Regions from separate parts of the Mus musculus genome. Here regions 1, 2 and 3 are each linked to region 4. Evidence: chromatin contacts called from public targeted proximity ligation data. All regions are on one chromosome and are shown on one strand. The core of a region is the stretch at or near the end of the contact, and the rest is flanking DNA. Distances in the headings are between cores, read along the strand shown.

What was found.
Region 1: a contact with region 4 is called in a targeted proximity ligation map of embryonic stem cells, with 10 times the contacts expected there. A contact is called at or near these places in 6 of 39 promoter capture datasets (cranial neural crest, hippocampal neurons, maxillary cranial neural crest and 3 more), 13 of 484 Hi-C or Micro-C datasets (the N1E-115 cell line, cerebellar granule neurons, cerebral cortex and 3 more), 10 of 130 datasets of targeted methods (embryonic stem cells, pancreatic cancer cells and stem cell-derived neural progenitor cells) and 1 of 9 other capture datasets (liver).
Region 2: a contact with region 4 is called in a targeted proximity ligation map of trophoblast stem cells, with 7 times the contacts expected there. A contact is called at or near these places in 8 of 39 promoter capture datasets (the C10 cell line, cranial neural crest, frontonasal cranial neural crest and 5 more), 2 of 130 datasets of targeted methods (the SCID.adh cell line and trophoblast stem cells) and 1 of 9 other capture datasets (liver).
Region 3: a contact with region 4 is called in a targeted proximity ligation map of the SCID.adh cell line, with 13 read pairs. A contact is called at or near these places in 2 of 39 promoter capture datasets (the C10 cell line and pre-B cells), 6 of 130 datasets of targeted methods (CD8 T cells, the SCID.adh cell line, acute myeloid leukemia and 3 more) and 2 of 9 other capture datasets (liver and pancreatic islet).

The regions. Positions count from the first base shown.
Region 1 is chr15:74,529,780-74,532,996 of GRCm38.p6, reverse strand. Adgrb1 (adhesion G protein-coupled receptor B1) reads right to left here. Exons shown (of 31, transcript NM_174991.3): 2 at 3,057-3,217. Among named protein-coding and RNA genes, the nearest start is that of Adgrb1, 15 kb to the right of the region's middle.
Region 2 is chr15:74,880,373-74,883,772 of GRCm38.p6, reverse strand. It overlaps Ly6m (lymphocyte antigen 6 complex, locus M), which reads left to right and starts at 2,069. Exons shown (of 3, transcript NM_025929.2): 1 at 2,069-2,159; 2 at 3,000-3,098. The coding sequence starts at 2,108.
Region 3 is chr15:74,917,292-74,920,525 of GRCm38.p6, reverse strand. No RefSeq gene overlaps it. Among named protein-coding and RNA genes, the nearest start is that of Gm39556, 7.6 kb to the left of the region's middle.
Region 4 is chr15:74,707,032-74,710,509 of GRCm38.p6, reverse strand. 4933427E11Rik (RIKEN cDNA 4933427E11 gene) reads right to left here and starts at 1,349. Exons shown (of 1, transcript NR_033197.1): 1 at 136-1,349. It overlaps Jrk (jerky), which reads left to right and starts at 1,188. Exons shown (of 2, transcript NM_008415.6): 1 at 1,188-1,263; 2 at 2,646-3,478. The coding sequence starts at 3,076.

The DNA of each region.
Region 1 (3,217 bases), core at 522-3,021, 180 kb after region 4:
TATGTGAGCTGAGTGGTCAGTCTACCCTACACATGAGAACGCACCCTCTGCCTCATATGCTGGGGCCTAGCCCTTGTGTTCTCCAAACTATCTTCCAATAGACCAGCAGCCAAGCAAGTCAAACAGACAGAGCCCACCCTGGATACACATACACATACTCACCATGCACACACAAGCCTACATGCTCAGTGCTGGGTACATACATACCTGGCATATATACATACACCCACAGACACATATACAGTTACAATGTGCTGCATAAACACCCACATGTTCACACATGTACACATACAAATTTTTTGGCGTATTACTAGGAGTCTGCCTAGCAATAAACAAAGACATATGTGGGCTCACACAATGCTGGCATACATACATGAGAGTATACATATATAAATGCAAGACACTGCAAACACAATAATCAAACCGGTATACCCACTGGGTTTTCATGTGTTATACATGTGAACATGTGATTACATGAACACATATGTGCAAAATACACTATATATGTATTCATATATGGGTGTAGCCACCATACACATATGTATGCATGTACATATGTGTGCACAAAGTACACCCTACCATACACACATGTACAATTCATATATGTACATTCATGCACACACACCTCCTCCCACTTGCCTCTGAGTACTACCTGCCAACACTGTCAGAATCCATATACTGACCTGATGCTCAAACTGCCCAAGTTCAACCTGAACACACCCCTGCCTCTGTCTGCCTCTGCTCCTAGGTCCCCAGAGTGGGCCTAGCAATAAACAAGAACACCAACCCTTCGCCATTGGCTGCTTCACCCCACTCTTACCCTCACAGAGACAGAAGAAGGCATTCTCAGGCCCCCAGAGAGGAGAACTGAGGGGCTGGGCTGGCCTAGAAACACAGGTGAGCCAGGGTCAGACCCAAGACTCCAAAGTGGGGTTCCAAGGCCGATGTTCTAGCCTGGGCCTGTACACATTCACCAGGGGCCAGGGCTATGCTCACATACCCTACGACCTGGGTCACACACGTCTCAGCCTCGAGTTCTACTCTGCCCTTAGAATCGTCCTTAAGCTGCATCTGCAGTCCTGCTTCCTCTGTCCCACATGGATGTCCTCATTCCTGATGGGGCCAGGCTTGCTCTTCCTGCCTCCACACCCTTTTATCCACAGTCCATCAGTTGCACCAAACCTCTCCTCCTCCTCCTCCCTCCTCCTTCCCACTGCAAATGACCAGGCCAACACCAGCCACCTCCCCATCCAGGCTCCTGTGAGGAGTCCCGGTACCTCACTCCTTTGCACCAAGCCCTCCCAAAGTCCTTCTGTTCTCAAGGTCATGTAAACACTCCACAGAGAAACCTGGCCACTTCACGGCTCCCGCAGCAAAGGCATTCACATACTCATTCCTCAGGAAATAAATGCAGCTACACACTGCCCCCGGCCCCATAGCACACAAGCACCTCCATTTGGTGCCTCCAGCATCTATCATGCCAGCCCTGAAGGCCTTGGCTGCTGGCAGCTGGGCCAAGGGGTTTAGAGCAACATCCAGCAGCTCCCTGGCACAGTAGCTGCCCCAGTATTCCACTGAGGTCAGGCTGCTGCCCAGGGGGTGTGACTGTGGCCCCAGTCAGAAACAAATAAAAATCAAGTGGTGATGCAACCCCAAGAATTGTTTTGCAGATGTAGGAACCAATGCTCACGGTGGTTAAATGATGGGGAGTGGCAGAGTATGGTACATGGCCAGGTCTGCTTGTGACAGCTGGCCCCATCCTCCTGCATCTTCCCACCCCATCTCTCTATTCTTCCAGGGTTCCCTTTGGTCTCACTCCCATTCCTGTCACACAATGAAACCCGCCTTTGTCAAGGTCACAATGACCTCCAGCCTAAACGGCAGGAAGGCTGGTCCTCCACCCTTTCTTCCCATCACAATGACAGAATGTTCAGAATTTCGTCTGAGGACCCTGAAGAGGTCGCCTCAGCCTAGGTCTCACAGAGATCCAGACCTGGGACCTGTCATAGGGCCTTGACCAGAAATGTGCCTGGGGTTAGAAAATTCCTTTGCAGCCTGAATGGCCTTGTGGCCTCTGAAACGCTTAAGGCTGAGGGATGCCCTACGGGCGTCAGCATTTCACTCTAGATCTCCTGGCATCAGGTTCTCAGTCAGGCCTTGCCTTGGCCCTACACACCATCAATGAATAGACTTGTCTTCCTATTCCCCAATGTCCCCTTGATGTTGACTCAGCTCGTTTCTCCAGCTCAAATCTTGGACAGCCCTACCTCTGCTATCCTCCAGGTCACACAGCAGGCAGGGCCTACCTCTTGTTACAGATACGACACTCATAAAGATACACTGTTAGCACCATGACCAGTCATCAACCCCTTGCATCCCCATCAGGCCTGGACCCTGCCATCCTGAGGCCATTGTCCTCAGGTCTCCAGCCCATGAGTAAAGGTAATGGTTTTCTCAACACTGGGTTTCTGGGTGTCCTTGATACCCTGGTTCTGCCTGGGATGGCTACATACTGTTGGGTAGTGTGTCTTCTTCCTGTGGTCACTGGCCAAGGATGGCATTGTGTCCCTGCTCTCACTATCACACCTCAGTGGCAGCTGCTATAGACATGCTACACTGAGCCCCAAAACCTTACCTCCTGGCAACAGCCCTGTGAGTACTCTGTCTATGCGTGCTCCCATGCGCCACCCTGGGGAGGTGCTGACCTCCACTTTAGTCCCCAGACACCAGGTACTGTACCCTAGGGATGCTGGAAAATGTCGTTGTTGAAGATTAGTGTGCTCCCATGTGGAAGATTTAAACCGAGGAAGTGGCTTGAGGAAACTGGCTACGGATCCTTTCTTCCCTCCCTCACTCACATGCCACGCCCTATGTGGGCTGGGCTTTCTATCCTGGGAACGAAGAGCCATTGGCAATTTGAATTCTACACATGGTCTCTCAACCCGGATGACAAAAGAGTTGCCCCGAACAGACCCCAGCCTCGGGGACTGCACTCTCCCTCACGCTCTCATTTCATCTGCTGCAGAACTGTACAAGGTTCTCTGGATTCCACTCACCTGCTGAGCCGTGCCCACCCCGGTCCTGGGTCAGGCTGGTGAGGCAGTTCTCAGGGCCACCAGCTACGCCGTCCCTCAAGCAGACGTCCCCACGGGGGACCAAGGGGCTGGAAGCAGGGTCTCCAACATCTCCACCCAGGCAGGCGCAGGGAGTCTGCATG
Region 2 (3,400 bases), core at 820-3,319, 170 kb before region 4:
TCTCTCTCTCTCTCTCTCTCTCTCTCTCTCTCTCTCTCTTTCTGTTCATGTGGTACTTACACATATGTGTACATGAACACATGAGTGCATATATATGGAGACTAGAGGCCAAGGTCCATTGTGTGTCCTATAAACTGTAAACATTCTCTCTCTCTCTCTCTCTCTCTCTCTCTCTCTCTCTCTCTCTCTCTCTCTCTCTCTCTCTGTTTCTCTTTGAGACAGGCTCTCTCACTGGTCTGGAGGTCACTGAGTAGGCTAGACTGACTGCCCCACAAATCCCAGGAATCCGTCTATCTCTACTCTCCTAATGCTGGGATTATAAGCACATACCACCACGCCCAGCTTCTCACATGGGTTCTGAGGATGAAATTCGGGTGCTCATGCTTGCAAACACAAAACTCTGCTGACTGAGCCTTCTTCCCAGCCATCTGCCTCACTCCTGTGAAGGTTCCATTATGACATTTAAGGCTCCCAGTGTCATCTTCCTATGCCTAAATCTTTAGTTTATTCCACTCTGGTAAACAACCCTAGGGTGAGACAGTGTACCTGTATGTTCTAGGCTCGGAATGTACACAGCTCCCAATGTTCTGCAGATATTATGACTTTCTACTGTTCTGGGAAGGTTGTCTAGAGGACCAAGACAACAAACAGGCTTTCTAGACTGGCAGCTATGACTGGTCAAGGTGTTGCCCAAGATCCTTATCAGGAAACTTGTGCCTCATTGGGCTGACCCCTGACTCCTCATTAGTTTAGAGAAGGTAAACGTGACAGCAGAGTGGCAGAGGTCACACAGCTTTCAACTGCAGACTGTTTTGTCTGGGAATTGCTAAGGGGTCTGCCACTTCCCTGTGTGCTTGAATGCTGCCCCAGTGCAGAAGGTTGCTGTGCCTGTTGATGGTGGAGGTATGGGTGGGATGTGACCCTGACACTGGTGTTTCCTGAGTCCTGACCAATGTGTCTGCCTATGACAGTCTAGGATGGGTATGGTTACTAGCCTGTCTAAATATTGCTTGGTCCTCAGGAGAGTGATAGCTGTCACTGTGCATAGCGGAGCCAGACAGGAGCATGTGGCACAGAAGGGTGCTTTCTTTATCTTGGAGCCTCAAGTCTGCCATGGAAAAAATTGTTAGTAACAGGCAGACACAGCATCCAGGGGGTGAGAAGCCCTAAACTTCATTGTGACCTGGCTGTTTCCCCTTTCTTTGTTATAATATGGAGACACAATGGATACCTAGAATGCTTTAAGTTGGGAAGAAAGACCAATTTCTACACTTGGGATGCTTAAATATCTTTACAGAGCTGAGTCCTGTTCAATCAATGGTCAGCCAGTGGTCACTGACCCCCTTCCGACCCCTTGTCTCCCACAATCCCAGTATGCTGCTTTTAACTCCCCAACTAACTGATGTCCAGTATCCCCAATTTATTGGACCCCAATATCTTCATCTCACCAAAGCTCAGCATCCCAGCCTGATGACCCCCAGCATCCCCAGCCCACCAACGCCAAGCATCCCCAACCCATGATTCTCCATGGTGTCTCCTTTCTTTTCTGTTTATTGAATGAATATCATTATTGATTCCTTTTCTATCTCCTCACAGGCCATGGAGAGTAACCTCACTGGGCTTGTTGGAGGAGCTGAGGGACCCAAAGAGGCCTTGGGGACATGAGGGGGAAATGGCATCTATACACCAAGGAGTGGAGCTTTGAGAGGATGCCCCCTTATGGGCTCTCTGATCTGGGATTCTTTTGCTGGTGTGTTTCAACCGTGCCTGGTACTTTTTTTTAAAAAGATGGGCAAAGAGCAGACAATGGTTCCTCAGTGAAGGCCTGGTTAGAGTCAGCGCTGTGCAGCTGACTGGAGTCAGGGTTGGGGGCTTTGTAGGGAGCAGGGGAAAGGGAGGATGGGTACGGGAGAGGGTTTGGAGCGCTGGATAAAGAATTCTTGGAGGTATTTACCTCCCAACCACACACCCAGAGATGACACATGTAGGTAGTCAGGAGTGAGAGACGGACCAAGGCCCCACCCACAGAGCAAGAGGGATATAAAGACAGGCTGGTCCAGTGCTAGCTGGACAGAGACACGAGCTCTGCTTGCTCTCATTGCCCAAGATGAGGACTCACCTGCTTTGGTTGTTGCCCCTGATTCTGCTGGGATCCTCTGGTAAGCAAGGAAGTGGGAACCCCTGTCTAGCATCCTGTCCTTGGTTGGCATCCTGAGGTGTGGGGTGACCTGGCTGGATCTGCACCCCCCTCCCCCAGATGATGCGGTCCTGCTGTCCAGAGGAGGTGTTGGCATAGGGCACCGGACTTGCTGGAGGCCCCACAGTCTAGACACAGAGTCATTTCATGGGTACCTCCACTCACCTTAAAATTCTTATAGTATATTAACATTCTCTTTCCTCCTCCCCTCCCCATCCCTCTCCCCCCCCCCCGTCCCTCTCCCCTCCCCTTCCATCCCCATCCCTCTCCCCTCCATCTCCATCCCTCTCCCCTTCTCCTCCCTCTTCCCTTTTGTGTGTGTGTGTGTATACATGTGATCATGTCAAAGTGTGCATGTGGAAGTCAGAAGGCAGCCTGTTGGAACCAATTCTCTTCCACTGTGGATTTTGGAGATTTGAACTCAGGTCTTCAAGCTTGGCAACAAGTGCCTCTATTCACTGGTCCCCCTACTCACCTTTTCCATTAAGCCTAGCCGTCCTGCTAGACTTGCTGTCTCTTTTGCAAAGTCTTGTGGAATTAGCATCATTTGCCTGGTGACATTCTGTGACATATGGCCAGCAGCATGGACTGCTGTTTGCTCAGAGTCTTGGTTTTCTGTCCCAGAGTCAGGGCCCTATGTGCTGGCACCTCAGTCTGGTTGCTGGGAGGGAGGCTGTCCATGTGGGTGGCTGGAGAACAGGATGGGCTACTTGGTGGTCAGTGTTTCCTCAGAGCTGGGTCCTGTGCTGTCTGGTGTGGTTATCGAGTGCCTCTGTCTCTGACCCCAGCTGTGTCTCTCCAGCCCAGGCGTTGAAGTGTCATGAATGCAGTGGTATAGAGGACTGCTACAAGCCTAAGACTTGCTCCAGCCAGAGCCTCTACTGCTTGACCAACTGGTATAGTGAGTATCTTGGTCCTAAGTAGGTGGGTCAGGGGACAGAACCTGAATCTGATACCTGGGGATACCAGCTAAGGCAAAGCTTGCTAGTAGAGTTGGGGAAGCCGGGCAGATATGGCCCTGAGAGGTTCCTGCAACTGTTCAGGAAAATGTTTTGAGTATCCCAGTCCTCCCTGCAAAATGAAACCCAACACTGCTGGCTTAGAAAGAGTGGAAAACCCATTTCCAAATGGGCTACTGTGTGCAGAACAGGCACATATAGCATGCAATTCTAACTGTTGCCAAGAGCGCTAGCTACTCAAAAA
Region 3 (3,234 bases), core at 661-3,160, 210 kb before region 4:
TTGGTCTTGAAGCTAATTGTTTTACAGCACCCTGGTTATACCACAAGGAGCGACCACACTTCCAAAAGGAGCATCTTGACCTAGGAAAGACTTATGCTTCCTTCCTTCCTTCCTTCCTTCCTTCCTTCCTTCCTTCCTTTCTTTCTTGTTTGTTTGTTGTTTTGTTTTGTTTTTTTTTTTCAAGACAGGGTTTCTCTGTGTAGCCCTGGCTGTCCTGTAACTCACTCTGTAGACCAGGCTGGCCTCGAACTCAGAAATCCGTCTGCTTCCCAAGTGCTGGGATTAAAGGCATATGCCATCACTGCCCAGCTGATTTATGTTTTCTTAGTCCACTCTCTTGTTATCAGCTCGCTGCAGCTGCTGTGTCTATTTTGCAACTGCCAGGGACATTTCATGCTTTTTCTCAGACCTCACAGGGTAGTGGCCATGCCTCTCTAAGGGCAAATTAACTTAGAATGGAGTCTTCAACAAAATGGAGCTTATTCTGCTACCTCAGTCCCTTCACTTTCCCTTCCCCAAGCTGCTTTTCGTCATGGTGCTTTCTCACAGGGAAAGTAACCCTAACTAAGGCAGCAGGGATAGGGCCCCATCACTTGCAACATGGGCTCTACCGGGTGTGATTGGAACCCGTGGGCCCCTCCCTGCAGGCCGTGCTCAGCCAGCAAGGGCACCTCCAGCCGCTTTGTTGGCTTTCTCTCTTTCTTGGCCTCATCACATTTTTAGAACAGGGATTTGTCTGTGAAGTCACCACTCTATCCCATGCAGACCAACAGGATTCCCCTCCTGCTGGGGGAGACCAGAATGCACACGCCCGTTCCTGTGGGAGTGTCCTGTGTGCACACTCAGACTTTGGTGGGAAGGGAAAGTTTTCAAGGGTGAGACCTCACCAGTAGAGGGCAGAGGAACCAAGGGAACTATGGGTATTATCTTGCCTGCAGCATTTTTAAAATGTCATTTGAATTAGAAAGTAAGAGGGAATCTTTTTTTTAATTAGATATTTTCTTTGTTTACATTTCAAATGTTATCCCCTTTCCTAGTTTCCCCTCAGAAAATCCCCTATCCCCTCCCCCCTGCTCCCCAGCCCACCCACTCCCATTCCTGGTCCTAGCATTCCCCTATACTGGGGCATAGAGCCTTCACAGGACCAAGGGCCAGTAAGAGGGAATCTTGAGGCTGTTATTTTGGGCAAAAAGCTGTCAAGAGAAGTAGCTCCCTTCTCCCCACCCCAGTCTTCTCCTCTCTTCTGAGGTGTTGTGTCTATAGTCAGATACTAGAACACGCTAGGCAAGTGCTCAGCCACTGGGCTACAGCTAAAAATGTTCCATTTTTATCTTTATGTGTATGGGTGTTTTGCCTGCATGTATGGCTTGTGCACCACATACATGCTGTATCCAACACCGGTCAGAGGAAAGCGTTGGATCTCCTGGAACAGGAGGGTTGTGAGCCGTCATGTGGGTGCCGGGAATCAGAGTCAGGTCCTCTGGAAGAGCGTCCAGAGCTCTTTGACTGCTGATCCACTCTTTTAGCCCCATAAGGCCCTTAAAAGCACTCAAAACTCATGATAACAATAACAAAGGGAAACTTTGTGTAAGAAGTTGGGGGGTGTTGCAGGAGTCTGGCCTGCCATACACAGGATCTCAGTCAAGCTCTGGCTAGAGGTAGGAAATGGAGGAAGGGTTTCCCCTCAGCCCAGGGGCTGTTGATCAAAACCTCCATTCCCCAGAGCAGCACAGTCCTAACGGGTTGAAGTGCTGGTAGCAAGTAAGTGCTGAGCACTCCACTCAGCTCCGAGAACACTACGGAGAAGGAGGCAGAAAGAAAACGAGAAGTGGCAGTGTTGTAGAATATGCCTCCACTCTGTACCACCAAAACCACTTAAAAAAAAAAAAAAACCCAAGACCTCTCAGAGGACTGGGTTTCAGTTTTGGAATCCCCTGGCTGCTTGGTAGGTACTTTCCCTGTGCCTGTTGCTGTCTACTGTGTCTGGGATCCACGAGCCCTGCCCGACCCCCCATCTTTAAACTTTTTAATTGGCAGATAAAATGGACCTGAAATTCCTAAAGGGTGTAACACCGAGCTTACTTTGTTTTACTCAGCCTTGGATCTCTTCCCGGTGAAGCACGAAACTGGGCAGCAGGCTTGGTATACCAGTATCCTGTTGTGATTATTGTAGGATTGTTGAAGTCTGAGGCAAGGGAAGGTGTCCGGGATGTTTCCAAGAATTCTGTCCGTGATCTTGCTGCATGGCCCCCAGTGGGGGAGGGTGTGCCTTCAGCAGGTCTATCCATGCCTGAGGACCACGCTGTCCACATTCAGGTATTGTGTAAGGAGCAAGACACACAGCCCCGTCCAGTTCTGTGGGGAACTGTAGTATCTGGGACAATCTGGACTGGTTCCCACAGTGGGTCTGCCTAGCTTTAAAAGCTCACAGGGACCCTCTGCAGTGTAGGCAGACATACAGCTATGCCATTATAGCACTGAGGCTTGGGGAAGACTACATAGGCCGCTGAGGAGTGAAGTGGTGGAGTGGGAAGCTAGCTGTGTGATATGGGATTGAGCAAGCGACAGCACCCCTGTTCCCTTCCCTCCCCAACACCTGAAATAAATTTGTCTCTAAGGCCCCCGGAAACTGCAGGCCTGTGACAGAGGGGCTGTTGGGTGATCTTGCCGATACTTTTGTGATCATTCTTCCTTCTTGGGAATGGATGGTTCCTGACTGTAGCAAGACCATCGGGCTCCACACTTTTGCTCTCCCTGAGCAACTTTTCCCATTTCTTTAATGAGTAGGTGGAGAATTTTGTACATTTTTACACTTCTCTTCTTTTGATTAAAAATTCTACTTTGGAATCCTTTTTTTTTTCTTTCTCCAGTCTGCTCTAAGCTTTCAAAAGCATCAGTCCATGCCTGCCACACAGTGCTCAGTTATGCCTTCAGCTGAATATCTAATTCTTCACTTGCAAGTTCTAAAAATATTGGGATAGGAACAGAGTTAGACCAAGCTCTTCTCCACGTTCTAATGAGGGCAGTGGCTCCTCCAGTTCCCAGCCGCGTCCCCCTTCACTCTGCAGCTCCTCAGAGGATTGGCTGACATTTCCCAGCCATGCAACCATGGCCATGCCATGATCTCTGTCTCCTTTCTTGCTGAGTCCTTACAGGAATCACCTTTAAGGTGACAAAGACTCATGGTTTAACCATATATTATAGTTTGGCTCGGAAACCTGGGCTCTTTTGGGT
Region 4 (3,478 bases), core at 100-2,599:
GTGGAACTGCCAGGAAAAACCATGGGTAGCACCAGGCCAATCACAAGGCTCCCATCTTCATTTCAGAAACACTGTGTTCAAGGTGCATGTTATGTCCAGGTCCTGGGAAGAGACAGAAGTTTCGACATCAGAGAGGAGATTCTGGAAGGAGACATGGATTTGGGAGCCACCCAGCCTTCCTTGGTATTATTAAAAATCTTGTACTGGAGATCCCTGGGGAATTTGAATGGAGAGAGCAAGAGATTTAACAAGAGAGGGTGGGGAAGAACAGGCAGACGGGTCCTGGGTACTCAGGCAAGGGTGTGAATTAAGGAGGAACAAGTTTCCACAATCTGTGTTTCTATGGAGCTGTGACTAATCACCCCCGTGTGGAGGTCCCAAAACAACACAATTATGTTTTCTCCCACTTCTGAGGACCCAGGGTACTGAGATCAGGGTGCCAACAGGTCTGTAGTCCGAAGTTTCCCCGCCTTTTGGAGCTCCTGTAAACCACTTGCACTTCTTGAATGGTAGTCTTCCTCCATCTTCAAAGCACAAGGCTCAGGCTCTGTTGTCAGTTCATAGCCTTCCTTTGGAGTGTCTTCTCTCACTCGATCCTTTAACAACGAACCGTTGTGCTTACAGACAATCAGAATAAACTTTATACTTCGACGACTTTCTTTTGGTTATGCCTGCCAAGTTCCTTTCAGCTCTTGAACTCGCAGGTTCAGGGATCTAGAGACTGGGCACCCACACAACTGATCGAATTCAGGTATGTTCAACATACAAAATGGTTCATTTCATCTCAATGCCTCTCAAAGCCTCTACGCTATATACTACGATTCAAATCTCATCATCAGCATCGTCTAAATTGGACACGTTTTGAATCCTAGCTAAAAGAAGGGTCCACAAGGATGGAAAGGGGGTCCTGGCAACCGGCGGGCCTTGGGTACCTCCCACCGCAAGGTGGCGTTGGACCCAGCCTTCCGTCCGTGCTCTCCGGGCCATGGCTCCCAGGATCGGACGCTCCGCTCGAAGATTCCGTTCCTCAGGAAACGCGAAGCGCCCTGTGGCTTTTGTTGTTCTACCGGAGGCTGAGCCGCTGGGCCCGGACCGCTTCCTTGCTTGGTCGCCCCTTAGCGACCTAGACACCACCGAGACAGAAGTCTCCCGGTGGTCTAGAGCGTCCCCCGGAAGTGGGTCGGGGAAGGCCGAGAAGAGCGGGCCGGTGGAGAGCTGCGTGGCTGGCGTTTCCGGCCGGTAGCGGCGGCACGGGGTCCGCAGGTGAGTGGGGCTGGGCCGTGCGGGGCTGGGCCGCCGCCTCCGCCGACTGACTTGGAGGCTCATCCCAGAGCCGGACGATCATCGTTGTTTCTGCGCTCGGGAATCGAGTCGCATTCGGGACTCGAGCATCCCTTCTCAGGTCCCCTCGGCTCCCAGGCGCTTCACCAGTCCGCAGACCGGGCAAGCTCGGTTATTCCTGGCTCTCCCCGGACCCCTTCATTCGTTTCTTGCCTGTGTTTTGAGTTTTTTGTTTTTTGTTTTTTTTCCCCCGTGTGTCGTCTGGGCTGCAGCTAGGTTGCAGGCTGTTTCTTCCATCCATTCCCCAGACGTCTCAGGACCTGCGGGAAGAAATTTGCCTCTCCTCTTAGGAGCTTCTCCCACTTTATACTCCCGCTCCAGAAAAGGTCCTTTAAGCTTCTGTTCAAGTGGTCCTTGGTTATCAGTGTTCCCTTGGAACAGTTCTTCCCAAGGTAGAAGCCTCCTGGATCTCTGCAGTCACGTTTAAGAGGTTCTAAGAGTGGTACCAAATTCAAATTTCCTCTTTCCCCTTTCCCCCTACATTAGCACTTACTGGGTAGCCCAGGCTGGCACTGTACTCAAAGCCATTCTGCCTCAGTCTCTCAAGTGCTGAGATGGTAGGCTTGGACCACTACATGGAGCTTGGCAAAAATTTCATTTCTGAAGTGGGTGTCTTCAGTCACTAAACCACTCTCAACACATCTGCAGGGCAGGCACTAAGCCATCATAAGTTGAGCCTCCCGGTAGCCTAAGTTGCTGAGGAATTCCTCGGCTGCCTGGGTTAAACATTACCCCTGAGAGTAGACTCTGGCCTTGATTTCCCTCTGCTCCACAGTGAAGTGCCCACAACAAATACTGTGTGCCAGTGGTATGCACACTATCCTCGATCTAACTAGCAGAGGAGAGCCTTGGGGACCAGCACTGAGTTCTGCAGACCAGGAGACTGACTTAAGGGAATAGAGTTACACAGCTGGCCGGTGGCAAGCTGTATTCCCTGCCTATCTTTGGAACTTCATTTGAATAAATGACTCGTGTGTCTTATGTTGTGGTCTGGGGTGCACTTTTATACTGCTTGTGGAAGTAACTCTGTGGCCTTCTGACTTATCGAATGCTCGATTGGGAGGAGCATTCCAGATAAGATTTACAGGGAGAGAGAAGGCGTTAGTTATGCATTGTGACTCTTAGCCTTTTCTGAACATTTCTAAAGGTTGCTGGTGCTGCTTACTGTGTCGTCTGAAAGGAAGGGCTGGTTAACACACACACACATACACACACACAGGCCAAATGGCACTGATGTTTAAAATCTAAGCATATCTTGAGTGCTTGCTCTTAGTAACATTTTTCTTTCTCCTCTGCTTTTCTAGTTCCTGGAGTGTATGGGTTAAGCAACGTTGTGAATCCTCACAAGGAGTATCTCCAGCTTAGGGCCATCAAATCTTCATTAGCCTGAAACCTGGACACAGTTGAAGGGGAAAGCTGCCACATTGTGACATCTGTGTGGAGGCCGTAGGCTCCAGGTGCACCCCAGCAGTCCAGGGTAGCTCTCCTGTCTCCTCCCCTGAAGAGAACAGCACTACCAGGATCTGAGGCCTAAGTATGCTAGAGTCCTGATACTGAAGGCAAACTAAGGCAAGAGACTGCTGTAGACAGGGTAGAGTCAAGAATGAACTTGACTTAAGCCTGGGATCAGTTCCTGGGGCAGGTAGAGAAGAGAGGGAGAAACCGTGGCCCCAAGAGCCAGAGAGAAACATAACCAAGTAAGGACAGGGGCAGCCTGGCTCCGGCTGCTTCCTCATGGCCTCCAAGCAGGCTGCAGCCAAGGGCAAGGGGGAGAAGCGGAAGCGAGTGGTGCTAACCCTGAAGGAAAAGATTGACATCTGCACCCGGCTGGAGCGTGGGGAGAGTAGGAAGGCTCTGATGCAGGAGTATAATGTGGGCATGTCTACTCTGTATGACATCAAAGCCCACAAGGCCCAGCTCCTCAGGTTCTTCGCCAGCTCAGACTCTCGGCAGGCGCTGGAACAGCGACGTACCCTGCACACCCCAAAGCTGGAGCACCTGGACCGGGTGCTCTATGAGTGGTTCCTGGTAAAGCGCGCTGAGGGCATCCCTGTGTCGGGCCCTATGCTCATCGAAAAGGCCAAGGACTTCTACAAGCAGATGCGGCTGACAGAGCCCTGTGTGTTCTCTGGAGGGT